Regions from separate parts of the Triticum aestivum genome. Here region 2 is linked to region 1. A link is a contact called in public Hi-C data. All regions are on one chromosome and are shown on one strand. The core of a region is the stretch at or near the end of the contact, and the rest is flanking DNA. Distances in the headings are between cores, read along the strand shown.

Region 1 (5,638 bases), core at 954-3,453:
CGTCTCAGTTATCACTTGTCACAAATACTCTACGTGAGCGTGGTACAATTTCTCTCTCTCTCTCTCACACACACATAAAGAACTGAACAAAAACCTATGATATCTTTGACAGGATTTGATCGTTGGTATTAAGACTAGATGCGACGTCGATGCAAATTGTTGCCACTAGCCGTGTACAACTAGTTCAAAGCGTAGTGCCGTAGTGGTGCGCGCACATGTGATGTGAGGAACCCCAACCCAAAGGTGCCCATATCCTATCATGCAGCGAGCAAAGCTTTTTATGCGGTCTCCGTCCCCTGTCATGCACGTACACTGATCACCGGGAAGCGTGGGGGTCCCACGAGCCATGCCTGCCTCCCTCACTCCCTCCATCGCCACAGTCATCGACCGATCATTACGGCCTCCTCTTCCTGCTGTGCGCTAGGCGCCCGTACAACGTGCTCACACGTGGGGTCTTGTTCGGCATGCATATGAACACACACACGCAATGACAAGGACACGGACCCCATGGCCCTGCCCTCCTCCCTGGGAGGTCGTGTCATGGGCTCGACGGGAAACTCGGGCGCCTTCTGCTTCCCGTCCCATGCATCATCTCCCTCTCTCGGTGATCTTGGTCCTAGCTAGGAGTAGATCTTTTTGCCTGGCTGCCCATTGAAGCAAAAGATCACGTCGCAGTGCCTACACATCCATTCACGAGATGGAGTCCCGAACCAAACGTGCGCCCGGGCCAGTGTCTGCACTCTCCTCTGCCGCGCAAGACAAATGGCGCGATGGCCCGGCACTGGGGCATGCACTGGGGGTGAGAGTGAGAGGAGAAAGCAAACAGTGCTCGCGCGCCCTGTGCTCGACACGGACCGAGCGCGGCAGGCACAGCGCAGCGCGCGCACGGTGGCGCGGCCTGCTGCCGTTGGTCGTCGTGGCCGGTCTCCGAGGCCGCTTGGAGCTGATGAGACGCTCGATCAGGGGAGTTTTTTCTGCGCACCGCATACAAGCATGGCCTACATGCATGCATGCGTGCAGTGTATATACGGCCGGGTCGGACATTTACGCTGTGAAGGCAAGATGTCATCCGTGATCGCCTGACAGGACGGAGCTAGGAACTCCTATATACGTAGGCTGAAAGTGACAGTCACGACGAAACAGGACCGTCCGTGCTTGGCTTCCCTTCCCTCGAGCCGGTTCAATTTGAATGAAAAAATATTAAAGCTTCCATGCAAGGTGCATGAGTTGATCCACGCATGCATGCGTGCATGCATGCACGCACCTGGGGTGGCACAGGCCCGTCCGTGCTTTGCTTGGCGCGGTGAGAATAACTCCAGGCAGGAGAGGGCACCGTACGTCATAATGGCTCGCCCCGGTACGTACCACGAAAACGGGGAACTTATGATGATGGCATGGCTCTGCGGCTGCGCCCATCGATCGACCACGAGCCGAGCTTGACCACACCGGTACGAACGAGCTAGGCTCGAGATGCTTGAGGCCCTGACGCCATGCACGAAAGCTCCAACAGTGCCCCGTCCACGTGCCACGGCACTGTTGCACCACTGTGCCCGATGCCGTAGGGGATCATCGATCGCCTGTTTTACTCCAAGTAGCCATAGCCCGGGTAGCCATGGGAAGCATGCCGAGCTCCGTAGCTCTCGATGGGTGCCTGCCCTGCCCGGGCCTGCAGGTGCAGGCGCGGCTACATTGGCACTACAGGAAAGGCTACAGTAACAACAAAAGCTCACCCACGGAGGACTGGTTCCTTTCACCCAGTCCAGTACTGGTACTCGCCGTTCGTACCGCTAGCTAGCTGGTGCTGATGGGTGGATGTGACGTTAAATGGAAACAGCAGCCACGTCACCTCCGCGTAGCCCTAGGCCTGCATCCGCGTATCTAACCCGGCTGGATTTTTAATCCTCTTCTCACCGTATATCTCGCGTACGTACTGAGCTCGTAGCTGTAGCATCCAGGGCCCTAGCGGCTTATCTATCTACGCCCGGAGAGATGGCGCCCGGAGAGATGAGATGATGCATGCGCCGTATGGTGATTGGACACGTGCCGCGTCCCCTCACTGACAATCCGGCGACGTGACGACCGTAGCGCCCCCCGTATCCCGGGGAATCTACGTAACAATCCCCCCACCTGCTACTGTGCGTGCGGTACGATACGAGAGCCGGAGAGAGAGAGATGGAGAGAGGGGAGGAAGGGGACGACGGGACGGGCCGGGGGCCCCGGGTGTCGGCGTCGGGGGCCAATGCGGTCTCGTGACGGAGATGGGCCGCGGGCCATGGCTTTGCTATGTTACGTCGCGTCGATGAGGGGGGTGGGGAGGGGGGCCTGCGCCGGGGATGTTTTGTTTACTAGCGGGCGCAATTATTAATGGTCGCCGCACCACGGCACGCGCCGGCCAATGGGGAGCCCCGGCTCTAGGGCAGCGTTAATGGCGGGTCGTACAGTACGTATGATTTGTCGATCTAATCTTGGCTCGGGAGGAGTATCGATTTGATCCGCGCTACTGCTGGTGTCAACAGGATCGTACCGCCGAGATTTTTTCCCTTTATTTTTTCAAAGGTAAAGTTCCCTGCCTCTGTCGTAGATCCAAATGAAGTACAGCCAATAATGCCTACTCCAGTCTGGAACCCATGAAGTTTTTATTCTGATCAGCAGGAATTGGAGGCGTTTTTGGTGCTCTTTTGGTTGCAGAATGCGACCGTTTCCTTTTGTGCAAATTTCACGTGGAACACATCAAGTTTGGACCTCCGGTTCAGGGCAGGGTCTGCTAGATGCGATGCGTTGCTAGCCAGGAGCCTACCACGTACGTGCCCATCGAGAGCAGCCCACAATTTCATGACAAGCCATATGTTCGCTACAGTGTGTGTGCGCGCGCGCGTGCGTTCAAAGAGGAAAATGCGTTGGCATGAGATCATGATCTCTGTAGATTAAACTGCTTCGGTTTTGGACCAGTGACAGTGATCATCCTCGGTGTTGGCGAAGTCATCTGTTCAGGTTTTGGTCCCGTCACGTTTGGATTGCACTATTGTGTGTCAGCCTCCACATGCGGGCTCTAGTGCTATACACCACTCCATGTTTTGCTGTCGTTGCAGTTTCAAACACGGACCGTCTGCCATGGATTCGGTTTGGTCATGTGATGTTGAAGACCACAGTGGATCGTTTGATTTGGTCATCTTTTTTTTTGTATGTCTGGAGGAAACTGATTTGATCCTTGTTTAGCCACAAGCTTTACCAAAATACGCCAAAAGTTACATGAAATCGTCGTAGCAGGCCTACATCTCATCCTCTACAAAAGGTTATTTCCAGGCTTCCAGCTAAACGTGCTTGACAAGATGTACAAACGAAGGTTAAATAATAGTTATTTTAAATTTTCTTGACTTTTATTTTTCCTATGTACCAAGTACTATATGACTTGAGATGTGTGAGAGCATGGTTCGCTGCAAGTACTATTATTGCTATGTTAAGTATTGAGACCTACTTCAAAATGCTTGGTTACATGCGATGTTGCTTAAGTTGCTTTGATGTCATCATTATTATACTCCCTCCATTCCACAATGTAGTGCTTCCTCTATCCCCGTGCTTCAAATTTGACAGTAAATTTAACTACCAAGACCGATTGCGGCGGGAGCAAAAATTATATCAGTGAATTCGTATTCGAAAGAAGTTTTCAATTATATAATTTTTTCTCCCGCTGCAGTTGGTCTTGTTGGTTAAATTTATGGTCAAAGTTGAACCTCAGAAAGCGCGGGCGCACTATATTTTGAAATGGAGGGAGTATCATTGTTGTGGTCTCCTTGCTTACTAGTCCTTCTATTTCTTTTACTCTGCATATAAGATTTGTTTGAAGTCAAACTATGCAAAGTTTGACTGAATTTATATTAAAAAGTATCAACATCTACAATACAAAAGTTATATAGTATGAAAAAATATTTCATGATGCATCTAATGGTATTAATTTTGTATTATGGATGTTGATAGTTTTTCCTGTAAAGTTGGTTACACTTTAAGAAGTTTGACTTCAAAAAAAATTTATATGTAGACAAAAAATAAACAGAGGGAGTACCTATGTAAGCATGAATTCTCAATTGTATTCCATGTCACACACTCCACCATGTGACATCAAGCTACATGATTATCATGTTTTTATCTCACTTTAGTGTGCAAAGATGCCTTACATGTTACATCAATCACATTTTGTTACACCCCACTTTGGTCTAGGATTTAGGGGAGGCTCCTTTACATTGTAGATGTGCATCATGCTTCAGTGAGAATGATGCATAAACTTGGGGGGGGGGGGTCTTAAATGATTGGGATTGACCTAGAGGGGAGTGAATATGCACAGTTACAAGTTTTAATTGATCACTATCAATTTTAGGCAATACAAACAATAAATATGGTTAGGCATAACACCAGTTTCACAGAATTGCCTTACCGGATTGGTGATGCCATCTCCTATCCAATCCCAAGCCGCCAAGTAGAAGGCCACATTTAATCCATCTGGCTCTCGAGACGCATTAGCCTTCATTTCCTTCAATATGCTCCAGATTTCTTGCTTGTCAGGAATGCTATTGGTGTAGTCTCTTTGATCATTACTCCTTATTGTAGCTATATACGACCTTCCATGGTCTGTATTGTTAGACTGAAAAATATTTTTAAAATAATCAACAAAGGTATGAGCTATCTTGTCAGGGTTGAACTGAGTAATGTTATTCTCATCCGTGATAGATACTATCTGATTTTTCCTTCTTCTTTTAAGTACATCATGGTGGAAAAAGCTGGTGTTTCTATCCCCCCATGTGGCCCAATGTTTTTTGGCTCTCTGACTATAAAACTCAATGAGTTTAGTCAAGTTTTCCTCAGACCTGTACATAGGAGCGGCTTCTAGCTTGTGATCCTGTTCATGTGAAGGTTTCATCTGAATATTTCTGATGTGTTCTTCCAGAGAACTGAGCTCCTGGTTTAAAGGTTTCTTAATACAAATATTTTGTCAATTCCTAAGAAGATTGTATCCATCAGACCTGCCGATTTCAGGCGCAAGCCTATGTAATGTTGCATATAAAATCATTGTTAAATCTCTGGCTAACAGACTCAAACCCCATCTCCCTGACTATATCCATCCTTCTCAACAAGCATTTATTGAAGGGAGAAGAATTAGTAACAACATTATAATTGCTTAAGAATTTACTCATTCTTTTGCTCTAAAATCTTGGAATACTCCTGCATTCATTTTAAAAATTGATCTTGCTAAAACTTTTGACCGTCTTGAATGGGATTTCATTGTCTCATCTTTAACACGTAAAGGTCTACATGGCCATTTTATCAATCTCATCTATGCTTGCATTTCAACACCAGTGCTCTCTGTTATTATAAATAGCCAACAATATGCTCGTATATGAGCACCAGAGGTACAATACAAGGATGTCCTCTCTCCCCATATCTTTTTGTCCTGGCCATTAATGAGTTGTATGTCTTCTTACAAGAAGCAATGAGGGAAAACAACTATGAGGTATCTCTCTTGGTCCAAATTGTCCGTCTATCCACTCTCTCATGTTTGCTGATGATCTTTTAGTTTGTGGGCAAGCTACTACTCGAGAAGCCAATTCTATGTGCCAACTGATTCAAACCTTTTATACAAATTCTG
Region 2 (5,638 bases), core at 1,515-4,014, 330 kb after region 1:
TATTAATAAAATTATTAGTAGTAGCATTGGAAAAATCACAAATTTTGGTATTTCTTGAGACATCGTGACTACACAAACAAGACTGAAAGCAAACAAAAGATCTGGCAAGAAAAAGGCAAACAAAAAAGAAGGCAATTTTTTGTGAAGTGGGGGAGATGAAAACGGGAGGCAAATGGAAAATAATATAAATTGTAAGGAGATGAGATTTGTGATTAGGAACCTGATAGATGTTGATGATGTCTCCTTTGGCGTGGCTTGAATTTGCGTCGGTATTTCCCGAAAGAGGAAGGGACGATGCATCACAACTATGGCAAGTATTTCCCTCAGTTATAAAACCAAGGTTATCAATCCAGAAGGATAACCAAGCAACACTATGTAAACGGTACCTGCACAAAGAACAAATACTTGCAACCCGACGCGTAAGAGGGTTTGTCAATCCCTCCACGGTAAAAAGATAGATTAAATTGTATGTAATTGGATAAATAGATCTAGTAAGAACGCAAAAAAGTAAAGAAAAGTGTAGCAAGATACTTTTTGGGTTTTTGAAATAATAGATCTGAAAACAATATGATAAAAGATAGACCCGGGGGACCGTAGATTTTACTAGTGGCTTCTCTTGAGAAAATAGCATACGGTGGGTAAACAAATTACTATTGGGCAATCGATAGAAGATCAAATAATTTTGACGATATCCAAGGCAATGATCATGTATATAGGCACCGTGTCCAAGATTAGTAGACCGGCTCCTTCCTGCATCTAGTACTATTACTCCACACATCGACCGCTATACAACATGCATCTAGTGTATTAAGTTTATGGAGAAACAGAGTAATGCAATAAGAACGATGACATAATGTAGACAAGATCTATTCATGTAGGAATCGACCTCATCTTTTTATCCTTAATAGCAACGATACATGCGTGCCTCGCTACCCCTTTTGTCACTGGGTGGGGACACCGCAAGATCGAACCCATCACCGCGGACAGGTTTCATGGAATTAAAAGTTAAGATATGTTTTTCAATGACCTCAATATCACTATGTCCATCCACGTTAACATTACACAATATTTGTGTGTGTCCCACAACCTAAACAAACTTCACGCACATGTGCCACATCATTAGCTATTCCTCCCCTATGCCTTTTCTCTCCGGGGCCTAACCGTTCCATAATGATGCACAAGTAAACAAACCACCCCCCCCCCCCACACACACACACACACACACACACACATATATATATATATATATATATATATATATATATATATATATATATTACTAATTACTTGAATTTCCAAATACATTGTTTTTGTCGTTACTATGACATATAATTGATGAGTATGAGAGCTACAAATCTCAATGGCAATTGTTTTGTTAAATCTAAGTTGCCTTAGATTTTTTTTAAGTATAAGTCGATGTCCTAAGTCATATGATATCCCCGTGTGATGTGGTTGACACACCGACAACAAAAATCAAGATTAGATAATATGGTTGACTCCATTGATACGAGAAAATCTTCAGTGACTCGCAAAAACAGAGAGAGAATCTTCAGTGGCTCGCAAATAAAGAGAAAATCTTGAGTGACTCGGAAAAGAAAGAGAGAAAATCTTCAATGATTCGCAAAAAAAGAGAAAATCCTCATATGACTTAGTGGAGACTACATGGCCCAATCCGCAGTAGTGGTTTGTAGCACAAGCAACAAAATCGATAAAAATAGATGAATAATGGATGGCTAGGAGGTTCAAATGTGTGACTTGAAGTTCCTCAGGTAACTTGGTGAGTCTTAAGAGGTCACGCGTGGCGAGATTGTAGCCATTAACAAGGTACTCAAAATCCCCACTAAGTTTTGCATGTGCAGCTTCATTCAGTTATTGCAAAGCTATATTTTGTTTTGCCACCTCTAGAGACATTTCATAAGGAACACTTTTCTTGCAGGAGATTTTTTTGTCAATAATTCTATTTGTAGCTCTCTCGTGATGATTATGCTCGAGGTGCTTCACATTCTCCTTTTTTAGGGTCTTCGGCCCATCTGCGCATCTCTCACATCCCACTAAGAGAGGACATGAGATCTTGTAACCTCTCAAGCGCCTTACCACAAAGAGGTTTCGTGGATTTAAAAGCTAAGATCTCTTTTTCAAGGACCTCATTATCACTATGTTCATCGGCGTTAACATCGCATAATATTTTGGTGTGTCCCACAAGCTAAACAAACTTGATGCACATGTCATTTCATTAGCTTTTCCTCCTCTATGCCTTTTCTCTCCGGGGCATAATCGTTACATAATGATGCGCAAGTAAACAAACCACCCCACATATACATTAGTAATTGGTTGAATTTTCAAATACATTGTTTTATTTGTTACTATGACATACTCCCTCCGTCCCAAGATAAGTGTCTCAAGCTTAGTACAAATTTATACTAAAGTTGGTACAAAATTAAGACACTTATTTTGTTTAGCTTGTGGGACATAAATTTCAATGGAAATCGTTTTGTTAAATCTAAGTTGTCTTAGATTTTGTTTAAGTCTAAGTCGTCTGATATCTTTATGTGGAGTTTTGTTGGGTACACACCGACAACAGAAAATCAAGATTAAATCATCTTGTCGACACCATTGATATGAGAAAATCTTCAATGACTCGCAAAATAAAAGGAGAAAATCTTCTCCAGTGAACTATTCCTATGTAGACCGGGGGAAAAACCCACGGACCGCTCCGCTCCCTCGGCGTCGGCGTCCATAAAACCTGGCAGAGCCTCCTGCCCGGCGCCGGAAGTACAAAACCCACTACCCCTGGCAGGCAGCCTGGCTCTCCCCTCGCTCTCGCTCGGGTCATCCATCTCGTCCATCCACCTCCTCTTCCTCACTCACTCACACGAACGAGCAGACCAGACCAGCACCAACTCCCTTTCTGCCTTTCTCTTTCACTGCTCACCATTTCCCGTCGCCCTCCTCCCTCCTTCGCCTCATCCTCTGCCGCGGCTAGCCTAGCTGCTGCGCGCACCTTTGCAGAAAGAGAGAAAGGAAAGGCACCCCACCCGAACCCAGCCCGACGCCACCACCAAAAACGCACAAAAGCAGAGGGACATCAGATCAGGTCGGCCGATCGAGCGCGCGGCGACGAACCCCTGCCAGTGCTCCCCCCCGGCCAGGCGCTCGCAAAGTGCGGGAGCCGCTGCCTTCTCGATCTCCCCTCCCCCTTCCTGTCCTCCACCCCTCCCTCTCTTTCTCTCTCCCTTACTCTCTCCAGGGCGTCTAGCCAGGTAACCGAGCTACGTCGCGCGGCCTCCGAGGCTGGGCGAGCTGAGCTTACCTACGTACGCGCGCACGTACACGGCCGCGCCGCCGCCATCGCCATGTCATCAGCCGCTGGCGGGTACGGGGGCGGCGCCGAGCACCAGCACCAGCATCAGCAGCACCACCAGCACCAGCTGCTGCTTGGCCAGGCCGCCGCGGGGCAGCTCTACCACGTGCCGCAGCATAGCCGCCGCGAGAAGCTGCGGTTCCCGCCGGACCCGGCGGACTCCTCCTCGCCCACGCCGGGCGCCTGGCCGCCGCCCACGGTGCCCTTCTACTCCTACGCCTCCTCCTCCTCCTCCTACTCGCCGCACAGCCCCACGCTGGCGCACGCCCACAACCAGCTCCTGGTCCACGGGATGCCGGCAGGAGCCCAGATCCCGAGCCAGAACTTCGCGCTCTCGCTCTCCTCGTCCTCCTCGAACCCTCCGCCCCAGCAGCGGAGGCACCTCGCCGGTGCCACCGGGCCGTATGGCCCCTTCACGGGCTACGCAGCCGTGCTCGGCCGCTCCAGGTTCCTGGGCCCCGCGCAGAAGCTGCTGGAGGAGATCTGCGACGTCGGCGGCCGGCCCTCGCAGCTGGACCGCTGCTCCGACGACGGGTTGCTCGACTTGGATGCCATGGACGCCGCCGGCGACGTCGGCCACGAGATGGACAGCAGCGACCGCGCTGCCGCTGAGGGCGTCACGGTCTCCGGCGCCGAGCAGCAGTGGAGGAAGACTAGGCTCACCCTCATGGAAGAAGTGAGTTATCAATCATACTATGTAGCCTCTAAATTCCCTTCTCTTCATGCATCTTTCTCTTCCGTTCCCATGTCATAATTATTTTCTTCTTCGTGGAGAAGAATCTGACCAACATCTCATGGTCACATCACGGATGCAGCTTGTGAATCTTTATTCACTGTGGTTCCACAGCTTATTTCTTGTGCTCTCGATTTGATGGTGGTTGATATGTATGGATCATGATATCTGCTCTTTTGGATATATTTCTTTGCTTATTATATGCCTCACTTATTGTTGCACTGTTGGTGTTGAACAATTATTTTCTTTTGGTCTTCTTGTAAAACTAGCAGCAACTTGATCTGGAGTCGATGATCAAAAAGTTGCACACAGTAGTGGTTCATGAACATGAAATTAGAACAGCCAAATTCCACAGTATGCTCTAATTTTATTTCATAAAAAAATTCAAGTTGCTGCTTTCTAAGATTCCTAGAGTTTGTCCTCTTTCAGCATGGTTCTATACTCATCGATGTAAAGCTGTAAGATTCTGCTGTCCATGTAGTCCCAGCTTCTTGCTTTTTCTTCATAAAAGCATAGTACACACTGGTTTAATTTAGCTCAGGAAAGTTGTTTCCCTTCATGTAATCATAGCTAGGTCAATAATTTTGAAGTGACATATGATCTGGTAGTGTGCACACATCTACACACGATAATCCGTTTCTTTCAAACAACTCATCTGTACAACTTCTTACCAAGATTGTAGGTGTTTATTGGCTGCAACAACTAAGGCAGTCCCACTTATTATCTCTGTTCTAACACAAGCACAACAATCTTGTAGGTTTGCAAGCGATACAGGCAATACTACCAGCAGCTCCAAGCCGTGATCTCCTCGTTCGAAACCGTCGCCGGGCTGAGCAACGCCGCCCCCTTCGCCTCCATCGCTCTCCGGACGATGTCGAAGCATTTCAAGTATCTCAAGAGCACCATACAGAGCCAGCTGCGCAACACCAGCAAGGTGGCCGCCGGGAAAGACAGCCTTGGCAAGGAAGACATGGCCAACTTCGGGATCATGGGCGGCGGCGCCGCCCTTATGAGGGGAAGCAACGCCAACACGTTCAGCCAGCCCCACAACATTTGGCGGCCTCAGAGGGGACTCCCCGAGCGCGCGGTGTCGGTCCTTCGCGCCTGGCTGTTCGAGCACTTCTTGCATCCGTGAGTACATGGCATGTCCTCCATCATATTTGATTTCGTGTTCATAACATGGAGCTGCACTATGCAGTTCTTGAAATATACTCCCTCTGATTCCGTAATACTTGTCTTTGAACTAAAACCATGACAAGTATTATGGAACGGAGGGAGTAATTACGATGGTATCTTAGCTGTACCTGCAGCTGGCAAATGCGAATGTTTATACCCATAGTAGGGTAGCAGTGACATGACATGCCATTATGATATGCTGCAAGTGCAACTAACAAACGATTCCTTCTAGTGTGAGCATCGTTCATAGATCCGAGACATGGGATAAATGCCTGAGATAGTGTGCAAGCACAAGCAAACCTATGGCTTCAGATCGTTTGCTTTACTGAAAGTTTATAAATCTTATTTTCGTGGGCACCCACTGTCCA

The links. A called contact is a pair of places that touch in the nucleus more often than the background predicts.
Region 2: a contact with region 1 is called in a Hi-C map of leaf, with 4 times the contacts expected there. The contact joins the promoter of LOC123058634 here to the enhancer-like site in region 1. A contact is called at or near these places in 2 of 5 Hi-C or Micro-C datasets (both in leaf).

Annotation. Positions count from the first base shown.
Region 1 is chr1A:480,819,203-480,824,840 of IWGSC CS RefSeq v2.1, forward strand. No RefSeq gene overlaps it. Among protein-coding and RNA genes, the nearest start is that of LOC123058634, 330 kb to the right of the region's middle. Within about 2 kb of position 2,204, at least 6 of the 8 cell types and tissues checked have an H3K27ac peak or open chromatin away from gene starts, as enhancers often do. A contact at or near this core is called in leaf, where this site is marked.
Region 2 is chr1A:481,145,289-481,150,926 of IWGSC CS RefSeq v2.1, forward strand. LOC123058634 (BEL1-like homeodomain protein 9) reads left to right here and starts at 2,765. Exons shown (of 4, transcript XM_044481340.1): 1 at 2,765-4,037; 2 at 4,852-5,225. The coding sequence starts at 3,354.